Regions from separate parts of the Mus musculus genome. Here all the other regions are linked to region 2. Evidence: chromatin contacts called from public Hi-C and promoter capture Hi-C data. All regions are on one chromosome and are shown on one strand. Each heading gives the region's core, a stretch centred on a gene start, on an enhancer-like site or on the middle of the called end of the contact. The rest is flanking DNA. Distances are from core to core; before and after follow the strand shown.

Region 1 (3,173 bases), core at 152-2,651, 700 kb after region 2:
GTGTGCCACCTTTTTATAGAGGTGTAAAACATAAATAAAAAGCCCCCGTGGACTGTTCAAGAAAAAAAAAAAACCAACAAAAAGAAAGACAAGGAAAGAAAAAAGAAAAGAAAGGAAGAAAGGAGAGAAGAAAGACATCTTGAATTATACAAAGCAGTTCCTGGTCACGCTTCTGGTTGATCTAAAGCTGACTACAATTCTCCATAAAGATCCAGATCTCTCTAAATACTCTGGGGAAAGGGGGGGAAAGAGATGCCTCAATGAAGAAAGCACTGGCCTCACAAGCAGGAGTTTGAACCCCTGGCATCCACATAAAAGCCAGTTTCAATACTCATGCCTAAAATACCCTAGCTGGAGAGGTGGAGGTCCAGAGGAGGATCCCAGAGGGCTTGCTGGCCAGCCAGTCAGTCTAGCCAAGAGGTTCACTGAGAGATTCTATTTCAATAAAATGAAATAAATTGGAGAGTGACTGAGGAAGACACCCTAATGTCAGCCTCTGGATTATACACACATACACACTGGCAAGCAGACACTCGGGCCCACACACAAATGCAATAGTCTCACACACACCTGCACAAAAAAGGTCACATACACAGTGGAAGTGGCAGCCCATTGGTTGCCTATGTTACTATGTTCCGTCGGGTTGCATTTTGTTATACTCTCTTCCAAAAGATTAAATTAAATGCTGGCAGATGAAGAACCAGCGTCTCCAAGGCAGATAGATAATGCCCAACAGAGTTAGACAAAAAGTTTCCTTATGAACCCAGCCTTCCAAGCCAGAGTTCTAGCCCCTGCGTGTCGCACATGGAGAACAGATGCACATTACACAATTCCAGAATGTTCCAATATTACCTGTGGGCTGTTCTGATCCTGGACTCTGGCCCCTGAGGGGTCATCGAAGTAGTGGCCAAGAGAATTTGAGTAAAATCCCACCTGTTTTCTCTTAACTAGGCTCCCTCAGAAGACCCACAAACCCAGGGATACCCAGGTAAAAAAAGAAGCACACTGCTTCTCTCTGGTGAATTGGAAGGACTTGATTCAGCCAGACACCATGCACTCCGATCCTGAAGACAGTGCAGGAGGGTGCCTGCTGCACAGGGTGCCCCAGAGGAACACCTGACCCCAGACTCCCCTGCCCTGAGCAGGTTTATAGGCCAAGCAGGAGCCCCTCACCTACCTGCTCAGAAGCCTTACAAAGCTGCAATCCAGGCTCAGGACGGTCAGGAGAGAGAGAAGTGTGGTGGGGCAGGGTCCTGTGGGGAAGAGCGATTAGAAGAGGCAGGAGCAGCTGAAGGGCAGCCTGAGCTCCTAGGTTTCCTCTCAGACCCTGCTCTATCTATGTTGGCCCAGATGTAAGTCCCCAACTTCTAGGCGTGAGCCCTGCCTGCCTCCTCCCCAAGGGGCGGGGCCTGATGCCCGAACAGCTTTCAGTTTCAGTTCCTAGAAATGGCTAGTTTTCGGGAGTTAGCACTCAGAGGCCACGTTCTTCTTCAAAGAGAGGGGTAACTGGGCCAGATTCCAGGTATAGAGGTCAGAAGTCTGCCCGTGAAGCCTGCCATTCAGACTTCGGTCAGAGCTGCCTTGTCTGACCCTGCTACCTCCTTTCCGGAGCCCCTCTTAATGATGGCACCATGTTGAGACCCAGCGAACTTGGTCCTTGGAGAACTACTCGCCCTTCATTGCTGCTCCTTGGGGCTTCTGTCGCTTCTCATTGTCTACTCGCTCCTTCCCGCCCACTCAGCTCAGGGGCAGAAATTCCACCTACTCTGCCCTGTTCCAATTCTGTCGTCTCCCCAGGATCAAAGTATGCGGCAGAATATGCCACCTTTAAGTGGTCTCCTTCTGCCCACCGGTTTCTCTTGAGTTCAGGAAAAATATTTAAAACAAAGCAAAACAAAAACCAAAAAATAAAAATAAACACTCTCCCCCCCTCCCCCTCCCCCCTCCCCCTCCCCCCTCTCCCCCTCCCCCTCTCCTTTTTTTTTTGTGTACAGTGATGCCCTGGACCACTGAGTGCCCAGGTAGAGGGGAATGGGCTAGTTTCCCTGTGTAATTGCTTAGCAGGGTAAGTGGCTGATGGGAAGTGTGTGCTCATTTGCACAGTCCATGCCCCCAGGGCTCCCCCCACCCCAGGCCATTTACTGACCTGGTCTTTCATTTTCACTCACTGTCCCTAACATCCTGACTCCCTCCCTCCCCCATCCCTCCCTTCAATAGGTGTGCATGTGCATGAGCCTCGGAGGTCGGAGCAGAGAGTTGGAACCCGTGCAACCGGAGTTACAGGACATTTCTCTGTATAGCTCTGACTGTCTTGGAACTCACTCTGTAGACCAGGCTGGCCTTGAGCTCAGAAATTCGCCTGCCTCTGCCTCCCAAGTGCTGGGATTAAAGGCGTGGCCACCTCTCCCGGCCTGGGCATCAGATCTTAATACAGATGGTTGTGAGCCACCATGTGGTTGCTGGGATTTGAATTCAGGACCTTCGGAAGAGCAGTCAGTGCTTTTACCTGCTAAGTCATCTCATTTTTAAGTGTCTCTGCCACCTGTGACTTCTCTCGCTCAGAAAATGACAGCAGGCAGCACTCTGCAAGATGCCCTTGCACAGGAGTGTTCCTGATCGATGAACTTGGTCAATAGATGATTGACAGGCTGGGGAGATGAAGTCAGTAAGGTGCTTACAGTGCACACACAGGGACCTGAGTTCAATCCTCCAGATCCCATGTCAAAAGTTAGACGTGGTGATATGTACTAGTAACTCCAGTACGGAGATAGGCTGATGGCCAGCCAGCCTAGACTATTTGGTAAGCCCCAGTTACAGTGAGAGACTTTGTGTCAATAAACAAGGTGGAGAACCTCTGAGGAAAGACAGACAAAGTTGTCCTGTAGCCTCCATATGTGTGTGCATACACAGGTGATGATTTACAAAGAAGGTATAACAGACCCCTAGGACCAGGCTGTCTCTGTCCCTGAGACCCAAAGGTGACTGCTGTGCATGCGAACTTCCCAACGATCTCTCCTGTGTGAGGAACATTCGCCACATCAGGGGACATCAGCAGGATTGCCACTATCCACCTGTATTCTTTTCTACCCTTTGCCTTTATAGCTGGCCTCTGCTTCCCGACTGTCACCAGAGCAAGAACAAGAAGCAGACTCCTGTCCCTGCTGGGCTACAGG
Region 2 (2,775 bases), core at 63-2,562:
GACTCAGGGAAGTGTTTGAACTGACCGAATGGGAAATTTACCTAATGCCGCTGGTGGATGGGGCCTGGGGGGCTGAGAGGGGAGGCGCTGAGCTATCCGTGAGTCAGAACGCCAGTCTGCTGCAGATGGACTGGAGGTGAAGGATGGGTCCCAATATGGCTCAGACCCCAAGGGGGTGCACAGACAGGAGGAGGAGCCTCTTCAGGTCAGGACACCATAAATGTTACAGTTCCGAGGGGAAAAGTGTCCTGGCAGATGGGAGCCAAAGAACAGCACAAAGTCACACCACACAACAAACCTCACAACAAGAGATTTATTCGGACAAAACACAAGTAGGTAGCTGCCTCTGCTCTGGAAAGAAGTAGCAAGGAGCAACGGAGCTGGAGGTGGACTTTTTAAGGGGTTTCTTGGGGAAGGGGGCGGGCACAGAGCTTTCCAGGATGAGGATTGGTGGGATTTGAAGTCCGGATCTTGGGGCAAGCTCAGGGGTTGGTGAGATTTGAAGTTCTGAGCTTAAGGGTTTTTTTTTTTTTTCTTATGGGGCGGAGCTTAACCTGCAGTTTTGGCCTATAGAACGTTTTGTAGGTGGAGCCTAGTGGTTGGAGGGCCTCAGGGGCAGGGCCTGGCCACTGGGTGCTCTTTGAGGGGCTTATATTTCCTATTAATACAGTCAGATTAATTTTTCAATGTGAATTCCAGGAAAATTTAAATGACAATGTGTGTCACATTTTATTTGTACTTGACATTCTCGTTAACAGATAGTTTCTATTTGATTTCTGTCAGCTTCTCTATTCAAAAGTTCTGGGGCCAAAGATCAAAGACAAAACACACACACACACACACACACACACACACACACATACATACACAAGAAAACGTTATTTGAAATTTAAAAATAATTGTCATCGTTTTCTTTACATTTGTGAATAATATATTCCTATGTACAGTTCATAATTCACATGACATAATTCACATAATGAACTAAATGCTAATCTCGTCATCCACCTGGAGTGAGCTTTACCTTCGGACAAGGGGAGCATAGCGGTCAACTCATGTAATCTCAGCGCTTTGGAGCCCAGGCAGAGGGACTGCCATGAGTTCGAGGCCAGCGTGGGTTTGTCTTGAAAAACAAAATACAAAACAAAACTGAAAATATTTCGCAGCAGCCACTTTTTGGGGTAGTCTGCCTTTCTCAAGTCATCGATTGGTGCTATCTGTGGCCAATCAAGGCACGATGATGGGGCGGGGACTGAGGGGCGGTCCAATCAGGAGCGCAGCCCGGGCACAGGGGCGGGCCTTGGCGGGTTCGCTAGTTCGCGGGGGCTTTGTCTCGCGCCATCTTTACATTTGATCGGTCAGTTGAGCTGGGGTGTCCGGGTGCCTCAGGCCAGTCAGCTGCCGGAGGCGGACGGGGGCGCCATGGTGAGTGCTGCCCGCAGGAACCGGCAGGGTTCCGGTTTCCTCCGCTTTGCCCTGTGCAGGCGGTTCGGCTCTGCGAGGCCTATGCAGGGCTGAGCCCACAGGCTGTCTCCCTAGGTCTTGACGTGGCTGAGCCGCCACACTCCCTGACTCTGCAGGGACACTTGTCCTCAGCCGCACTCTTCTCTTGGTCCAGACTCCGGTGCCACAGCTGCTGTGTCCGGTGTCTCACTGTCAAGCAGTGACAGCCCTGGATGCTGGAGCAGCCTGAGGTGTGGCGTGAGCCTGGGCTGGGGCATCTCCTGGCCTCCGCATTATCAGCAAGGCTCTTACTGTACTGGCTTGTGTGGAGAGTGTAGTGAGAGAGCACGTGCAGCGTCTCTCTCTTCCACACTGGATTCACGTCCTTTGCCGTAATGATGTATCTGCTCCCTATGGCTCTGGAGACACCTATTTGTGAAGTGTATGTACTTGGTAACCAACTGTCAGCTCGATGGGATTGACTGCTGCCTACATTAAAAACACACTCTTGGCTGTGTGAGGGCCGTTCCAAAGGTGACATTCCAATGACTCTGGCCTCATGAGTAGATTAACCCCTGCATTACTGGTGGGGCAGAGTTGTAGGAAGTTAGTCCTAAGTGTGGCTGTGGGTATCAAAAGAATCTGTGCCCTTCTTTACAATGGGGCACAGAAAAATTTCAAACTCCATTTAAAATCCCCATTTCCCCTAACATCGTAAAATCTCAAATAGAACTCAAAACAGTTAGTAGAACAAGTCAGAATTCCTGCCTCTTTGACTGGTCTGTAGCTATAATTTACATTATATACCACGGAATCTATAAGTTTCAAGTTGATACTCTTGGAAGTGTCTTTCTAATACTATGTCATGTGGAAGGAAGAAACTTAAGTTTTTATAAATACTGTAAATGGTATAGCAAAGCTTGTGTCAGTACTTGGTGTGTTGTGATATTGTCTAACAATTGTTTTGAAGCATTTTCCAGCATTTACTTTTATGACAGCAGAAAGTTTGAATTGTGTACTGGGGGCACTGCATTTGCCAAGAGCACAAGATGACAGTGACTCCTTTGCTGGAGACGAGAGTGGGGTGTTGTTCCTTTGAATTTTGCTTTAGTTCATGTGTGGTTGCAGTGTGTCCGGCACAGAGGTGGCTCTAAGTCACTCACATGGCATCTCCAACATTGCTTTATAGAGGAACTTGCAGCCTGACAGTGTGGAGAACTCCTTGAGTCAACTCCCCAGTCGATGTCTTGAAACTAGAAAGCGTAAGAGAAGCTACAAGAAGAGGCCAGTCACCTACAGTTACTGGAGACGGACCCAGCGGAATAGAGCAAGAAA
Region 3 (3,103 bases), core at 69-2,568, 950 kb after region 2:
GGAACATACTATGTAGGCTCCATCCTCCAAGTGCTGGTGTGACAGGCTTGAGCCACCACACCCATCTGCCACTTCCTACACATTGGTAATTACCTCTCTGGTCTCCAGTTTCCTTATCTGTAGAATGGGAAAGCATAGCTCATGCCTGAGTGGGTGCCGCTGGGAGCTCTGACATCACTCAGTGTCAGGTGTGTGGTGGCCTCATTTCTAGGAATAGCTTCTGGTCTGGAAATCCCCCACTCTTGTACAAGGAGACTTCACACGCTCTCCTGTTGGGCTCCACCTATCCTCCCCTACCAGCTTTTTCTCAAAACATCTATACTTCTCACACGTTGGTGAAAGCCTAAAGCAACTTGGGGGGAGGGCATCTGCTCTGGCTGTGGTCATGGGGCCTGCACACCAGGACCTCCAACATGGAGACCTGCTCAGCATGTATACCCCAACAGGAGGCAGGGCAGCACGAGTCCTCCTTTCTCTGCTTGGCTTTGAGTGCTCACTTGCAGAGGTGCAGCCAAGCTTCATTTGATTGACAGCTCCAGCCAGGTGGAAGCCGCTCATGCTTGCAGTCCTAGCCCTTGTTTATTCTCTTCTTTAATCTCAATGATCTTACTTACCATTTTCTTTTCAGATTTTTTTTCTTCTTTTTTTATTGAGACAGGGTTTCTCTGTGTAGCCCTGGCTGTCCTGGAACTCACTCTGTAGACCAGGCTGGCCCTGAACTCAGAAATCTGCCTGCTTCTGCCTCCCAAGTGCTTAGTTTAAAGGTGTGCGCCACCTACCCTGCAAGTTGCTTTTTCTTATTGCCTACCTTTTAAAATTTTTGTTAAGATTTATGTAGTCTTTTATGTGCATGGCTGTTTATCTGCGTGTATGCATGTGCACTGTGACTGTGCCCGGTGCCCTGGAACTGGAGATACGGTTGGTAGTGAGCAGCCCTGTGGGTGCCAGGAACTGAATTCACCTTCTTATGCTTTCCCAGGGTCCTCTTGTAGCCTCGGAGCTATTTCTCTGGCCCCTTCCGCACGTCTCTATACGGGTCTCGTGTATCTCAAGCTGCTGACCCTTCCCCATTTTACCAAGAGTGACGCTGAACTCCACATTCGTACACACTCCCTCCAGAGAATTGCCATTACTGGCCTGTTTCACTGCCACGCCCCTACCCTACTTCCATCTCAATTTCATTTTTTATTTCCTCTTTTTACACTTCCTTTTCTTACACCTTTCAAAGATAGCTTTTAAAGTCGGAGTCTTGGTTCTGGAGATGACACAGCCGGAGTCCCCAATGGCGAGTGGTTTCTCTCTGCCTTGCTTCGTGGCAGGAAGTTCACATCATGTCTTGCCACAGGCTTCACACCGTGCACTCCACAGAAGTTGCAGTCTAGGGAGTCTGAAGCCTGCTCCCCTGACTTAACCTGTCGCTTGCTCAGCTTTCTCCTCCAGCCAGGAGCGAAAGCCAAACACAAGATTTCTGTGGGGTGCGTTGAAGCAAGGCTGTAAACCCAGCACAGGAAAGGTAGGAGGCTTGCCACAGGTTAGAGGCCAGTATGGGCCACACTGGGAGACTCTGTCCGGTCACACCAAATGTTTAACTCATCTATTACACTTTAAAGCTGTGACTTTAGGCAGTGACAACTTCTAGTCTTGGTGTCCTCCTTTATAAACTAGCAATGACACTTGGAGAGAGGAGATGAGAACACACATAATTGTTTATTGTCACTTGTCTGCTTCCTAACGTTTAGTCGCATAAATGCTTAGGGAAACAATGCAAGAATAAATTTTCACCTAAGCAAAAACAAATTTAGGTGTCAAAAAGGCTGGCTCATCTGCTTGTCTTTGCCGCCACCTACTGGTCATATATGATAAAGCACATATTTCAAGGCTTGCCAAGATGGCCTTTTGGTTTTTTGTTTTTGCTTTTTGGGTTTTTTTTTTTTTTGAGACAGGGTTTCTCTGTGTAGTCCTGGTGACTGTCCTGGAACTCACTCTGTAGACCAGGCTGGCCTCGAACTCAGAAATACACCTGCCTCTGCCTCCCAAGTGCTGGGATTAAAGGTGTGTGCCACCACTGCCTGGCTGTTTTTGTTTCATTGAGACAGGGTCTCACTTGGCAGCCCTAATTGTCCCAGAACTAACTCTAACTCTCTCTCTCTAACTCTGTCTCTCTCTCTCTGTCTCTCTGTCTCTGTCTGTCTCTGTCTGTCTCTCTGAGTGTGTGTGTGTGTGTGTGTGTGTGTGTGTGTCTGCCACATACTGAGGAGGCCAGAAGAGACTGTCAGATCCCTTGGGGTTACAGGTTGTGAGCTGCCCTGCTTAGAGAACTGAACTCTATCTAGTCCTGGCTGTCCTCCAGCCCGCTACGTAGACCAGACCAGTCTAGAACTTATAGGGATAAAGCGATCCTTCTGCCTCTGCTTCCTGAGTGCTAGGATAAAAGTCATGTGCCACCACTGCCCACTTCTGACTCTTCTCTCACACTTACACTCCAGCACTATGTATTTATACTCTCTTCTTAGCTCCCACCCCTTAGTTAGGCTTCTGATGCTGTGATAAAACCACAACTTAAGGAGGAAAGATTTATTTCAGCTTCCAACTCTTAGGTCACTCTTTACCACTGAGGGAAGCCAGGGCAGGAACTCAGGACAGGAACCTGGAGGCAGGAGCTGATGCAGAAGTCATGGAGAAATGCTGCTTACCGGCTTGCTCACCCATGGCTTGCTAAGCCTGCTTTCTTATATGACCCAGGAACAGCTGCCCAGGGTTGGCATTAGCACAGTGGGTGGGGCCCTCCCACATCAATCATTAAGTAAGAAAATGGCAGACGGACTTGTCTAGAAGCCAATCTTACAGAAGCAGTCTCTCACTTCTCCTCCCACATGATTCTAACGTGTGTCAAGTTGACAACAACTAAAAAAGAAATAAACTACCGGCTTACACCTGTAATAAGAATCTAAAATTTGTAAATATTTTAATAAACTCCAAGTTTTCTTTAAAAATATATAAATGAGAAATTAAAAAAAAATGCTGGACAGTGGTGATACACCTCTTAAATCCCAGCACTTGGGAGGAAGAGGCCAAGTGGATCTCTGTGAGCTTGAGACCAGTG
Region 4 (2,959 bases), core at 21-2,520, 600 kb before region 2:
CTCTCAGGATTGGCAACCTTCTCTCTCCGTACTCACCAGGACTATCCTGGTGCTCAGAGGGACCCAGAGTGCTACAGTCTTCCTTAAACAGAGAAATCGTAGATCATCTCCATGCCACGAAGCCGCGGGCCGCTGCTTCGGCGAGCACCGTGGATCGCTGGGTCTGCATTTCTCCAGTCCTACCGATTTGGGTGGCTCTGGCAGCGTTGGCTTTGAAATGGAATTGCGGCTGGAAGGGATTGGGGCACAACAGCACACACGGGATGCAAATGGTCACTGGGAGATCCCCTTACACCTCATCCCTCCTCCTCCCAATTCTGGCATTTCGCCAGCGCCGCCAGACCAGCCCTTCCCTGCGCCCACACAAGAGGAGCAGAGAAGAGCAAAGCCCCAAGCCGGCCTCCCTGGCTGGTGGCCGCGCGAACTGGCCCCCAGCGCCCGGGTCCCGCCGGGGCGCGCGCGCGCATCCCGAGCCCGCTAGGAAGGCCCACAAAGCTAAAGCCCGGGCCCCGGGCCCAGGCCGGGAGAGCACGGAGCGGGGCGGGGCGGGGCGGTCCAGGCGGGCCGGGGGTGTCGGATGTCACCCCCCCGCGTACACCTCGGCCAGGAGGCGGGGAAGCGAACCACTGAGATGAGGAGACCTCCTCGGTCCTAGAGCGGTGCAGGAAGTGTCCCAGGGGAGGGAGCCGGAGGGCTCCGGCCTTTCCTTTCCGCGGCGGCCCGGCCTACGCGGCCCGCCAACCGGGACGCTGCGCAGCGGTGAGTATACTGTGGCCCGGCTTCCCATGCCCCGCTGTCTGAACCCGGAACCCGCTCCCCACTTCCCGCGCTCTGATCCCCAGCCCGCGCCTGGGTCCTGCTCCCTGTTCTCCTCTTCCCGCGTCCGGGCCCAGATCCCTGCTCCCAGAGCCGCGTCCTCATAGGTGCCCTCGGGGATGAAGCAATACAATTCTCTTCCAGGCGTCTCCCTTCGCTCCCAAGCCCAGCTGATGCATTCTAGAGGATCCCGAGACAGGGTTGGCCTGGCCAGGGACCGAGTCTGGCCCATGCATTGGAGCCGCCTCTGCCAAAACACCAGAGAGACCGAGCTGGAAGGTGAGGATCTGCTCGCCTGCTGTCCCGGGCTTCGAAGGAAAGAGCCAGCAAATCTGAAAGAGTGGAAGCGACAGAAACCCCATAGTTCTCCTGGCCTAAAACACCCTCCTCTTCCTCCTCCTCCTGCTCTTCATTCCTTCCCTGGGATCCTGCGCCTTCAATAACTGCTTTGGGCAAGCCCCGCCCCTGCGGGAGCCCTCCCCTCCCTAACGGTAGTTCATTCATAAAGCTTCCGCTCCCGAGGCTCCTGCGCGCCAGGTGCCAGAGTGACAAAGAGGCACACGCTTGTCTGGCCTAGGGCTCTTTGAGAGCAGTCCCCCAGCAGAACCGGGTGCTGAGGGTGGGACCCTGGACACACTATCCTAAGTGTAGACCTGAGCCATTCAGGGCCCAGCAGGTGGGAGACAGTGGGCGGAGGAAGCAGGAGAGAGCGGGCGGGGCCCGGATTGGGTTCTTAATACGGGAGTAAGACGTGAGAGTAGTCGAGGTTCACAGCCTGTTGCTTTCAGAAGCTCGCGTCGGGTGTCTGCCTTTACTTCGGCAATCAGAGGAATACAGAAAAGTTGAGGTTCCAGGTTGTTATTCGGTTGCTTGGTGGCTTTCTGGTATCGCTTGTCTTCCAGCAAAGTGGTGCTGCCCCGCTGGGAGTCTCTTCCAGGTGAGGGTGTAAAGGGCCAGGCAGTGAGCGGCCCTGCCTGGGCTTTTCCGGAATCCCGAGAGCCCAACTCGGTGACTCCGTTTACCTTTTCTCCGAGTGTTCCAAAGTGTGGGTCAAGTGGAGAGACCGTGATATACTGTGCCCCTGGTGTGTTTGCTGGATTGTGTATGTGATAGTCGGGCTGAAAGCCTGGCGGTGACTGCCTCCTCTCTCATGACCAGGAAGGGCCACAATGTCACTATGTGTACCACTGCCTTAAGGAGAATCTGGAGAAAACAAGGGATAGGCTCAGACGGAACACTAGTAGCTTTTTTTTTTTTAGCCACATTTTTAGGTACTAAAATATAATTACATAACTACCCCCTTCCCTTCCCTCCAGCCCCTTTTACTCACACACACACACACACACACACTTATGCACGCACCTGCACACTTAACTATATAACAAGAACTTAAAAATTTTTTTTGAGATTTAAATTTTTAATAACATGTATACCTGTGTAGATATCTTTGTGTGAGTCTATGCCCTTGGGTGCGGTGCCCATGGAGGCTCGAAGAGGGTGTGGGAAACACTTACAGGACTTTGTGGACAGAGGGAAAAGTAGTGTGTACTCTCAACCAACCACTCAGCTGCTTCTGCAGCCCCTGTGTTGGACCAGGTGCGTGTAAGGCTTGTCATAAAGCACTGTATGGGGAAGAGGCACAGTCTTAGCTGCAACTCTGACACTGAGCTGTACCCCCAGGCCTAGCATTGGTGGTTTTAAATACAAGTCTTACTTTAACGCTCTGAGTTCCTTCTGTACCTGGGAGTTTTTGTCCTTGCCAGCACAGAGTGAAAGTTTCTGTCCCTGGCAGAGTGACATTGTTCCACGGTGGTCTTGCATAACTTCCCTTGCATATTTTTTTTTCCTCCAGTTCAATTTGTGAAGACCTCAAGAACAGAGACGGTGACTTCGACTCCAAAGCTTCAAGATTGTGGCCTGCTGGGGCTATTATCCTCCAGGAGGACCTGTCCATCAAAGGTATCACAAACCTTGGTTACACATAGATGCCTGTGGCCTCCTTGTTCTCCTGGGGTACTGGGAATGCCAGTGTCCTGTTGAATCGCCACCACTTTTCTCCCAAATGCCCTGCCTTCTTTACTGCCACATGTTAGGGGACTCCTCATGGAGTGATGGCTTGTGGGAAGGGTCATCTTTCTTTCGG

Evidence for each region. Promoter capture Hi-C pulls out the DNA fragments that hold promoters and counts their contacts. Hi-C and Micro-C count contacts between places; a contact is called where the count stands out from the background.
Region 1: a promoter capture Hi-C map of liver shows a contact between it and region 2, with 4 times the contacts expected there. The contact joins the promoter of Igtp here to the promoter of Zfp39 in region 2. A contact is called at or near these places in 4 of 39 promoter capture datasets (cranial neural crest, embryonic stem cells, liver and 1 more) and 2 of 115 datasets of contacts at active chromatin or transcription factors (astrocytes and embryonic stem cells).
Region 3: a contact with region 2 is called in a promoter capture Hi-C map of pre-B cells, with 4 times the contacts expected there. The contact joins the enhancer-like site here to the promoter of Zfp39 in region 2. A contact is called at or near these places in 3 of 39 promoter capture datasets (the 3T3-L1 cell line, hippocampal neurons and pre-B cells) and 1 of 484 Hi-C or Micro-C datasets (pre-B cells).
Region 4: a Hi-C map of B cells shows a contact between it and region 2, with 5 read pairs. The contact joins the promoter of 4933439C10Rik here to the promoter of Zfp39 in region 2. A contact is called at or near these places in 4 of 39 promoter capture datasets (the 3T3-L1 cell line, cranial neural crest, hippocampal neurons and 1 more), 1 of 484 Hi-C or Micro-C datasets (B cells) and 1 of 115 datasets of contacts at active chromatin or transcription factors (forebrain).

Annotation. Positions count from the first base shown.
Region 1 is chr11:58,197,784-58,200,956 of GRCm38.p6, reverse strand. It overlaps Igtp (interferon gamma induced GTPase), which reads right to left and starts at 1,401. Exons shown (of 3, transcript NM_018738.4): 1 at 1,178-1,401.
Region 2 is chr11:58,902,762-58,905,536 of GRCm38.p6, reverse strand. Zfp39 (zinc finger protein 39) reads left to right here and starts at 1,312. Exons shown (of 5, transcript NM_011758.2): 1 at 1,312-1,422; 2 at 2,630-2,775. The coding sequence starts at 1,420. It overlaps Gm12257 (a long non-coding RNA gene), which reads right to left and starts at 1,191. Exons shown (of 4, transcript XR_879896.2): 1 at 1,022-1,191; 2 at 42-248.
Region 3 is chr11:57,949,931-57,953,033 of GRCm38.p6, reverse strand. No RefSeq gene overlaps it. Among named protein-coding and RNA genes, the nearest start is that of Gm33078, 40 kb to the right of the region's middle. Within about 2 kb of position 1,318, at least 106 of the 459 cell types and tissues checked have an H3K27ac peak or open chromatin away from gene starts, as enhancers often do. A contact at or near this core is called in pre-B cells, where this site is marked.
Region 4 is chr11:59,503,964-59,506,922 of GRCm38.p6, reverse strand. 4933439C10Rik (RIKEN cDNA 4933439C10 gene) reads right to left here and starts at 1,270. Exons shown (of 5, transcript NR_015585.3): 1 at 37-1,270. It overlaps Zkscan17 (zinc finger with KRAB and SCAN domains 17), which reads left to right and starts at 283. Exons shown (of 10, transcript NM_172941.4): 1 at 283-759; 2 at 961-1,095; 3 at 2,669-2,775.